Linked DNA regions of Mus musculus: region 2 is linked to region 1. The links are chromatin contacts, called in public Hi-C maps. All regions are on one chromosome and are shown on one strand. Each heading gives the region's core, a stretch centred on a gene start, on an enhancer-like site or on the middle of the called end of the contact. The rest is flanking DNA. Distances are from core to core; before and after follow the strand shown.

What was found. Hi-C and Micro-C count contacts between places; a contact is called where the count stands out from the background.
Region 2: a contact with region 1 is called in a Hi-C map of olfactory sensory neurons, with 2.6 times the contacts expected there. The contact joins the enhancer-like site here to the promoter of Hmgxb4 in region 1. A contact is called at or near these places in 3 of 39 promoter capture datasets (the C10 cell line, neutrophils and pre-B cells), 4 of 484 Hi-C or Micro-C datasets (induced pluripotent stem cells, liver, olfactory sensory neurons and 1 more), 3 of 115 datasets of contacts at active chromatin or transcription factors (the SCID.adh cell line and embryonic stem cells) and 4 of 9 other capture datasets (adipose tissue, embryonic stem cells, liver and 1 more).

The regions. Positions count from the first base shown.
Region 1 is chr8:74,991,147-74,995,505 of GRCm38.p6, forward strand. Hmgxb4 (HMG box domain containing 4) reads left to right here and starts at 2,504. Exons shown (of 11, transcript NM_178017.2): 1 at 2,504-2,603.
Region 2 is chr8:75,057,017-75,061,085 of GRCm38.p6, forward strand. Tom1 (target of myb1 trafficking protein) reads left to right here. Exons shown (of 15, transcript NM_011622.3): 8 at 139-272; 9 at 1,425-1,458; 10 at 1,797-1,890; 11 at 3,417-3,537. Among named protein-coding and RNA genes, the nearest start is that of Tom1, 25 kb to the left of the region's middle. Within about 2 kb of position 1,910, at least 5 of the 459 cell types and tissues checked have an H3K27ac peak or open chromatin away from gene starts, as enhancers often do. A contact at or near this core is called in olfactory sensory neurons, where this site is marked.

The DNA.
Region 1 (4,359 bases), core at 1,254-3,753:
AATCAAATAAAAATTCATTCTCCTTTCTCAGCTTCTCAGATTGCTTTTATCTTAAGTTCAAGGTTATCCCATAGTCATTGAAGCCTCATCTGGGGCTTTTCCTCTGTACATTTCATTTAGGTGGTGTCTTTGCAGGGTCTTAAGGAGATCTCCTCTTTGGTATCTTATTGGCTGCTTATTTTATCCAGGTATCCCAGGCATTATTATAGCTTTCATTCCTAGAAATTGGATTTGTGTCTCTCTATGATATTTTGATACCTTTATTGATGAACAACTGAAATATCTCAAATTGTCATGTATTAAAGTATTAGGTTTGGTGGAGTCTTGATTTATGTCAACCCAACCAACAACTACAATCAATATGGTGAATGTATTCTTTACGTCCCATGAAGCCGAAGGAGGACTCTGTGAGGTCAGCGCTCATCTCCCACCTTCTGTTGCCAAATTCCACAGAGCCATGCTAGGATGCTCACAGCAGAGAAGCTTCACCCACATGCTTCTGAGGAGGAGCTTGTTCAGAGTGCCTCGGCCTTCTGGACTCCACCACCGATTCCCCTTCCAGCAAAGCAAGTGCCAGCAGGCACCTCATCACAAGAAGCACCGGAGTCATGTTTTAAAGAGCAGGCCTTTCCACCCTTACCTGCATCTGTACTGCTCTTCCCCAACCAACACACCACCACTCACTACAACATGGCTTTATTATTTTCTGCTGCCCTCCCAGCCAGAGTATCAGCTGCTGAGGCTCAAGTACCCTTGACTTTGTTCTCTTGTTAGTGCCCAGCACCTTGCCCAGTGCCTGCTATACCCTGTGCTTTCCATAAGGACTGTTTCAGCGAATAAATGAACGAGTGTATGTTCAGTGATCCAAGAATGATAGTACTGTGGTCAAGAACAGGCTGAGGAGCTGAAGAGATGGCTGCAGGTTAAGAGAATACTACTCTTCCAAAGGACCTGAGTTCAGTTCCCAGCATTCACACTGTACAGTTCATGACTGTCTATAGTCCATCTCCAGGAAATCTGGTGTATTCCTTTGGCTTCTATGAGCATGTGCACACACACCAACAGTTAAAGAAATAGAGGCCATGAATTTGAGAGAAATAAATGGAAAGGGTTGAAAAGAGGGAACATGATCTAATTATATTTATATATAAGAATTAATAGTAGTGCATGATTTTAATCTCAGTGTTCAGGAGGCAGAAGCAGGAGGATTTCTGTGAATTTCAGGCAAGCCTTGTCTACATAATGAGTTCCAGGACAGCCAGGGCTGCTTCCTCCACCCATCCCTCCCGCCAAAACTGCCTACCTCCTGTGACTTTGACAAAGCAAAACAGAAGAGAAATTCCTCCCTAGAGCAGATGAAGGCTGGGTCTTTTCAGTGAGGAGGGCACCAGCTTCTGGTTGCCCTGATGGAGTGAGCACTGTTCACACAGAAGGCTATTATATACTTACACTATGCTACAAAAACAGAGTCTTTATATTAAACCAGGCTCTGGAAATTGTAAATGCTATTGATTTATTGAGTTCTCCTCAATAAATCAGAAGAAACTGTTTTCTCCTGTTTCTTAGAGAAAGAGTAACTTATTTATTTCCATTTTGTGTGTTTTTAGGGGACATTCCTGTGGCAGTCAAACTTGCATGAATCAGTTCTCTCTTTCCACCATGTAAATTTCCGGTGTCAAACACATACCCAGAGATTTGGTGTAAAATATTTTAACCCACTGAACCAATTCACCAGTCCTCTTAACACTTAAACAAAAATTGGTGTGAGCGGTGTAATAATTTGGTGAGAAAACAGCTTGTCTTACAAGTGTATGGTCTTCCACTTCACCTGGGCTACTCTCCAGATGTAAATGCTAAATTACAAATAAATACGGCTATTAACCCTTATCGCTCTGAGTCCGGCAAAGAACAGATTGTCTTGAAATAAACAGCATAACATTCTGTCTTAAATACAAAAGATTTAGGGGTAAAAGGAGAACAAGAAGGGCTACTATTAGGTGACCAGAAAGGACCGAGATTGCGGAGAAGGACCCATGAGTTCCTAAAAGAGAATACAAAGCTAATTGTCTAATTTTAAGTCTGTCATGAAATTTTCGAGGTTTGTATAAGCACGTGGTAGATAAGTACATAAAATTGTAACTGACAGTGAACGTATAAAATCCAAAGCCAAGCTCCATTGCTTCAGAACGACTGTTCTAATTGCATAGAAGTTTACGGAGCTGTAAAGACTTTGGGTTGGGGCAGGTGTTTGGCTACATTAATCTAATTGCCTGATATTTTTTATTCGCAATTTCTTTACAGAAAGATATTTTTATTGAAGAATAAACAGGAGACTTTTGAAATTATTTGTTTAGACCGAGAAGAGATTTCTAGACTAAACCTGCAACGGAGGAGTGTATTCTCAAACGGTACCGCGACCGCGCTCAACAAGCAGGTTTATTCGATGCGCTCGACGCTCTTTCGCCGGCGCGGTAGCCCCGCTGCAGTAGGAGTCTGCGCTCTGGGCTCGACTGAGGCGCCCTTGTTGCTCGCGCTTTTCTCTCCTTCTCCAAGATGGCGGCCGTCGGCGGCGCTGAGGCGGGATCCGAGCGAGCCGAGTGAAGGTAGCGGCGAGCGGAGCCCCCACCAGACCCGTCCGGACCCCCACCCCGGGGCGGCAACGGCCCCGCCCGGCCTCCGCCCACCGCTCCGGCCCCCCGACACCGTCCGGGAGGCGCTTCAGGCCCGCCGCGGCCTAGCTCGGGGGCCAAGCCGGGAACTGGAGTAGCGGCTGCAGCCGCCCCGGGGAAGGGGCTCGAGCGGGCCGCAGGAGGAAGGCGGCGGGAGCTGTTCAAACGGGGAAGGCGGGAAAGCTGCGGGGCCGGGAGGGGGCGTGCGGCCGCCCCAGGGACCCGCGGCCCGCGCCGCCCCTCCCCCTGCGCCGCTGTCTGGGCGCTCCGGGGCGCCGGAGGCCGACGGGACGTGGGAACACGGGTCGGGCGGAGCGCGGCATGGGAGCCGGGGCGCGGGCTACCTGGGGCTGTCAGGAAGAGAGGTCCCGGGCCGGCGGGCGGGAGGGCTGGGCGCGCGGTGAGCGGCGAGCGGGAGAGGATGCCCGGAGCTTCCTGCGCTGCGCAGAGCTTTGTTGAACTAGCGGTTGCAGCAGACCTGCCGAGGTTATCACAGCGGGGACCCCGGGAACGGTGGTCTTGGGGACTGTATGGATAAACGATCTCGTATTGTGTGTGTTCTTTGCGTGCGACTCAGTTTGAACATGCCTTCTTAATTGGAGTCATCTCCATACAGGCCCATTTCCCCCTCCACAACCACTACTTGTAGGTTCACTTTAGTTTATATCATATAGCAGACAAGATATGTCTACCACCCACCCACCCCACCCTTGTTTCCAGTACTGGCTGATTCTATACCCTCGTAGCAAAATACATTTTTAAAAACTGCATCCAAAGTAAAGCCTGTTGATTATGGCTTGTCAAAATTTGGATCGCTGAACTCGTGGAACCGAGTATGTTATCAGCCAATCTGTGCAGTGGTCGTGGTTCCAGTTAGCATTGCAGTGAGAAGATTCAGTGCGCCTTTCTGGCTATGGAGATCTCTGCAAGTTGCGAAGCTGGCAGGGGCTGGAGTGCTGCATAGGTGGGTCCTTGGAAAAGGGTGTGGCAAGAACTCCAACAGATCCAAGAAGGAAGGAAACCCACTGAAGTAAGAATTCACCTGTGCTATCCTAGAAGTAGCAACAAAATATCAGAATCTGCCAACAGCTGGATGTGTTTCTTCCTTTGACTGCATGGACTGGCAATCTAAGTTCCTAAAAACAGCCTTGGAGGAAACTCCCGTCTGGAGGAGACAGACCTTCCTTGCCCAGTTTACTGGGTGGATTTTCTTTCTTTTTCAATTCTCCGATCTGTTCTGGGATGATGATAACGATTAGCGATTGCTGGAACTGAGATTACCTCCAAAAACTTAGTTTCTGAAACTTTTTTTATAGTTAACGCTTTGAATTTCCAAAATAACAAAATTCTACCTTTGAAGATTTTAACTTTTTTCATAATTACTTGTTATCCCAAAAGCCTGTGCTGAAGTTTTATTTTCAAGTGGAATTAACAGCCTGCTTCTCCTTTCTTATACCCTGAAGAAAAGCCTTGGAAGAGCCGAGCCACGGTGTTCACGTTTTCTAAGCATTCGCTATCTATAATGGCATAAACAGTATTAAACAATGAATGAGCTTTTCTATGCTGTCATGTTTTTGCACACTAAGACAAACACTAACTGTAAGATTATCCTGCCCCAAGAAGTTGACAGCATAGAATTTTGTAAACTCCAAAATTATGGAATTCAAGAGAATGGGTTTTAGCACCTGTT
Region 2 (4,069 bases), core at 660-3,159, 65 kb after region 1:
GACTGTAACCACACTGCAGCACCTGAGCAGTGATCTTGAGAACAGGCTTGTGGAGCCATGAAGACCCCTCTTCCAGGACTGTTGATGAGGAGTAGCCTTGTCCTTCGTGTGGCCTCAATGTCTCGCTCCTCCCCGTAGGAACTGAACCGCACCTGCCGTGCCATGCAGCAGCGGATCCTGGAGCTTATCCCACGCATCTCCAATGAGCAGCTGACGGAGGAGCTGCTCATGATCAACGACAACCTCAACAACGTGTTTCTGCGCCATGAACGGTAGTCCTGCCACACCTTCACCTGGGCCGTGGCCTCGGCTACTCAGTCATTTTCCCTGTGCCCTTTTCAGACATCAGCAAGCTACCAGAGCCCCCAGCTCTCTCCCCGTCACTGAGCTGCTTGGGTAGTGGGTAGTCATAAAAGCAGGAAGCAAAGTGCTCTGCTCTAGAAATGGTTATTATCTAGCCACCTCCCACTCCTTGTGTCTATTGTGTGTTCCCCACTTGCTGTGTGGTTTGCAGTCAGTCGAGAGGGGCTGGGCCCCTGAGGGCAACAGTTGGCCAGTTTTTCCTGTTCACTAGCCCAAGAGGATGCACATCCTCTCCTCCTTGCCATCTTGTTTTGTTTGTTTGTTTGTTTTGTTTTGTTTTGTTTTGTTTTGTTTTGTTTTTGAGACAGGGTTTCTCTGTGTAGCCCTGACTGTCCAGGTACTCACTTTGTAGACCAGGCTGGCCTCGAACTCAGAAATCCACCTGCCTCTGCCTCCCAAGTGCTGGGATTAAAGGGGTGCGCCACCACCGCCCCGCTCCTTCTTTGCCATCTTGAGGTGCACTGTGTGGTAGTCCCCCAGTTCTCTAGCATCAGGCCCCTAATTTACCAGTTTGTTCTGGTGCCAGCCAACTGCTACTCAGTGCCTCAACTCAGTCATCACCTCAGCTAGCAGGCAGGTGCCCAGAGACATTAGAACAGAAAATGAATTCAAAAGTGATGTCCTTTATACCAGGCCAGAACTCCAACAGGCTGGTCACTAAGGTCTTCTCCACCTACCTCCCTAGCCCCTGGCCCCTAAGTAGTCAGGGTTAGAGACAAGTGGCCATCTTTGAGAGCCAACCATACATTCTCAAATGTAGAGTAAGTAACTAGACAGTTGACAAAGCAGTGCTCAACTCTGCTTGCTGAGTGTCCCTTTCTTTTGTGTTCCTGTGACCTTGTTTCTTGCTGACCATTGCAAAGTGTTCCTATGAGTGATCAAATGCCTCCCAGCCCTGTGCAAGCGAAACAGGGGCTCTGCTAGTGATAGCATGAGAACAGCGAGCATGCGCTGCATCTGTGAGGGTAGACCAGTTATCTCCTCATCCTGGTAATGATCTGGGGTCCTCTGGGAACTGTGTCCATCTGTTCTTTTTGACTGGGGTATTTTCTGTCTTGTAGGTTTGAACGCTTCCGAACAGGCCAGACTGCTAAGGTAAGAGGCAACTCTTGTGGGACTGTGTCATGCTTTATTGATAGAAGTGAGAGGGAAGTTCTCACCGTCTCCCTGATGCCTTCCTTGTAAAGGATACTGGTGCTTCTTTTTAGGCTCATAGGGAAGTCTCTGACTTCTTACACCACTATCCCTTTAAGGGAAATAAGGCTCTGCCACCACCAGTTTGTACCTCAGGGCCTTCCCAGCCTCCCAGGGGTGTAGCTGAGCTGGAGCCCAGGTGGAGGAGAAAGTCCCCAGCTCCCATTCAGACATGTTGGGGCCTGGAGGCAGATCTCTGCATCCTGAAAGGTTCATCCAGGCATCTCCCCTCACCTCAGGCCTCCAGTGAAGCTGAGCTAGCTACTGACCTGATTGACATGGGTCCTGACCCCGCAGCCACAAACAACCTCTCATCTCAACTGGCAGGAATGAGTAAGTATGCTGGGGACTCCAGCCAAGGGTATGTTTCAATGTGTGGGTAGCTTCAAAGTTCCTGTGCTCGCCAACAGCAGAGCATTGGTCCACATCTTACTTTGCTGGGATCCCAAGCCAAATCTTGCTACAGGATTGGGCAAAACTTGTGAGAATGCCCTGGGAGTACCAATGTCCCTGAGCCCCTTGGATAATATAAATCCCACTGCACTCTAACCATCCCTCTGCCCTGCCTCCCCATCCCCTCCATCCACCCCACCTGAACATCCTGGGGACCATCAGACAATCGACTGCTCAGCCTCAGTAATCACTTCCTACTTGAAGAAGGAAAGAAGGAATGGGCCCCTCTTCAAGGTTGGAAGAATAGAGCAAGAAACTGCCAGAAAGCGGCTTCTATCAGGGCGAGGCCAGAAGGCGCTCCGTTCCGGTGACACTGCAGGATAGAACTCGGGACCTTGGCCATGCTAGACAATATTTTTGCCACTGAGTTAAACTCCAGCTTGGTTTCCTTTGGTGCTTTGTTCTGGGGAAAAAAAAATAGATAATTTAGGTTTGATTTGATTTTGCTGGCTTTTGATCCAGGTTGTTGCTAAGTGCTCAGTAGCCTGTCTAGGTAGGCCTCAAACTTTCTCCATCCTCCTGCCTCAGTCTCCCAAAACCTGAGATTACAGGTGGGTATACCTGTAATATTAGCAGTCATTATCTTTTTTGTTGTTCCTGGGCTGCTACTGCTGCTGCTGTTGTTGTTGTTGTTTATTTTGGGTGTTTTGTTTTGTGCTGGGGATTAAGCCTCAAGCTAAACAAGTGCTTTACCACTGAACTATATTCCAACCCTTTAATTTTGAGATAGGGCCTCACAAATTTCCCCAAACTGTCCTTGAATGTGCTTAGTAACCTAGGCTATTCTCAGTCTCCCCTGGAGCTGGGCTTACAGGCTGGCACCACAAGGTCTGCTTACAATTGAGTTTAATATTATTGACTGCCTGCTCCACGCCAAACCCCAGAAATGCATTCTGCTCCCACATGTGTGAGCAGTCGGATCTGAGCACTGTTCTGCTGCTCAGCCTCTTCCATTAGCTCAGTGGTTCTCAACCTTCCTAATGCTTTAACACGGTTCCTCATGCTATGGTGACCCCCAACCATAAAGTTATTTTCATTGATAATTCATAACTGTAATTATGCTACTGTTATGAATTATAATGTAAATGTCTGATATGCAACCCTGTGAAAGGGTCATTCGATCCACGGGTTGAGAACCACTGCTCTAGCAGGTGATACAGGCAGGGATTTCCTGTTTTCTAATCCTCACCACAGCGGGAGGAGGCGGCTGTGGTACCACTTTAGAAGTGAGCACACTCAGCAGAAATGAAGGGCTTCCTACTGCTCTCGGGCAGTAGTCGGCTTCCCATCCAAATCCCTCCACCTCACCCCTAATGCTCTTCAAGCAAGCAGCCCTAGTCCCAGATGGAACATGGGAAGAGCAAATGGAACAGCAGGCCTCTTGCCTGGCCCTTCTGTCTCTGCAGACCTTGGCTCCAGAAGTGTGAGAGCTGGCCTGCAGTCTCTGGAGACCTCAGGTCACCTGGAAGATGACTTTGACATGTTTGCTCTGACTCGGGGCAGCTCACTGGCTGACCAACGGAAAGGGTGAGTTACCTGTTCCATCCTGCTCTCCTGAGGGGGAGGGCTCTCTGTTGACAAGAGCATCTCTTGAGATCCCTGAATCTGGAATGGAAATGGGCAGGGCAGGAGAAAAGACGCACAGTCCCTAAGTTCAGTCCAGCATGGCCTGGATAACACTGTGGTTCAGGGACAGGAAGGGATACCAACATCTGACCAGAACCAGAAGCAAACCTCTGAGGGATTGGAAGGTTGGGAGCCTCTGACCACTTCTACGTAACATTTTGTCTGGCTGGCCCACCATCTTCCATAATGTGCAGCCAGTACCAAGCCCCCAGGGGCAAGGAAGGCTCCTAAGAAAGCCTTAGTGACTTCTAGGTTTTGACTATTGTCTCATAACCATCCTTCATCCCTAGAGAAGACTCCGGCTGCACTGGGGTAAAGCCTTCCCTGTGAGCTGTCCATTTTCAGAGAGCTGTTGTCATCAGTCAGACCCTGTAATGGAGCAGGCCTCCAAAGGCACTCCCTGCTCTGGCAGATCTCATACTAGCTCCTCATG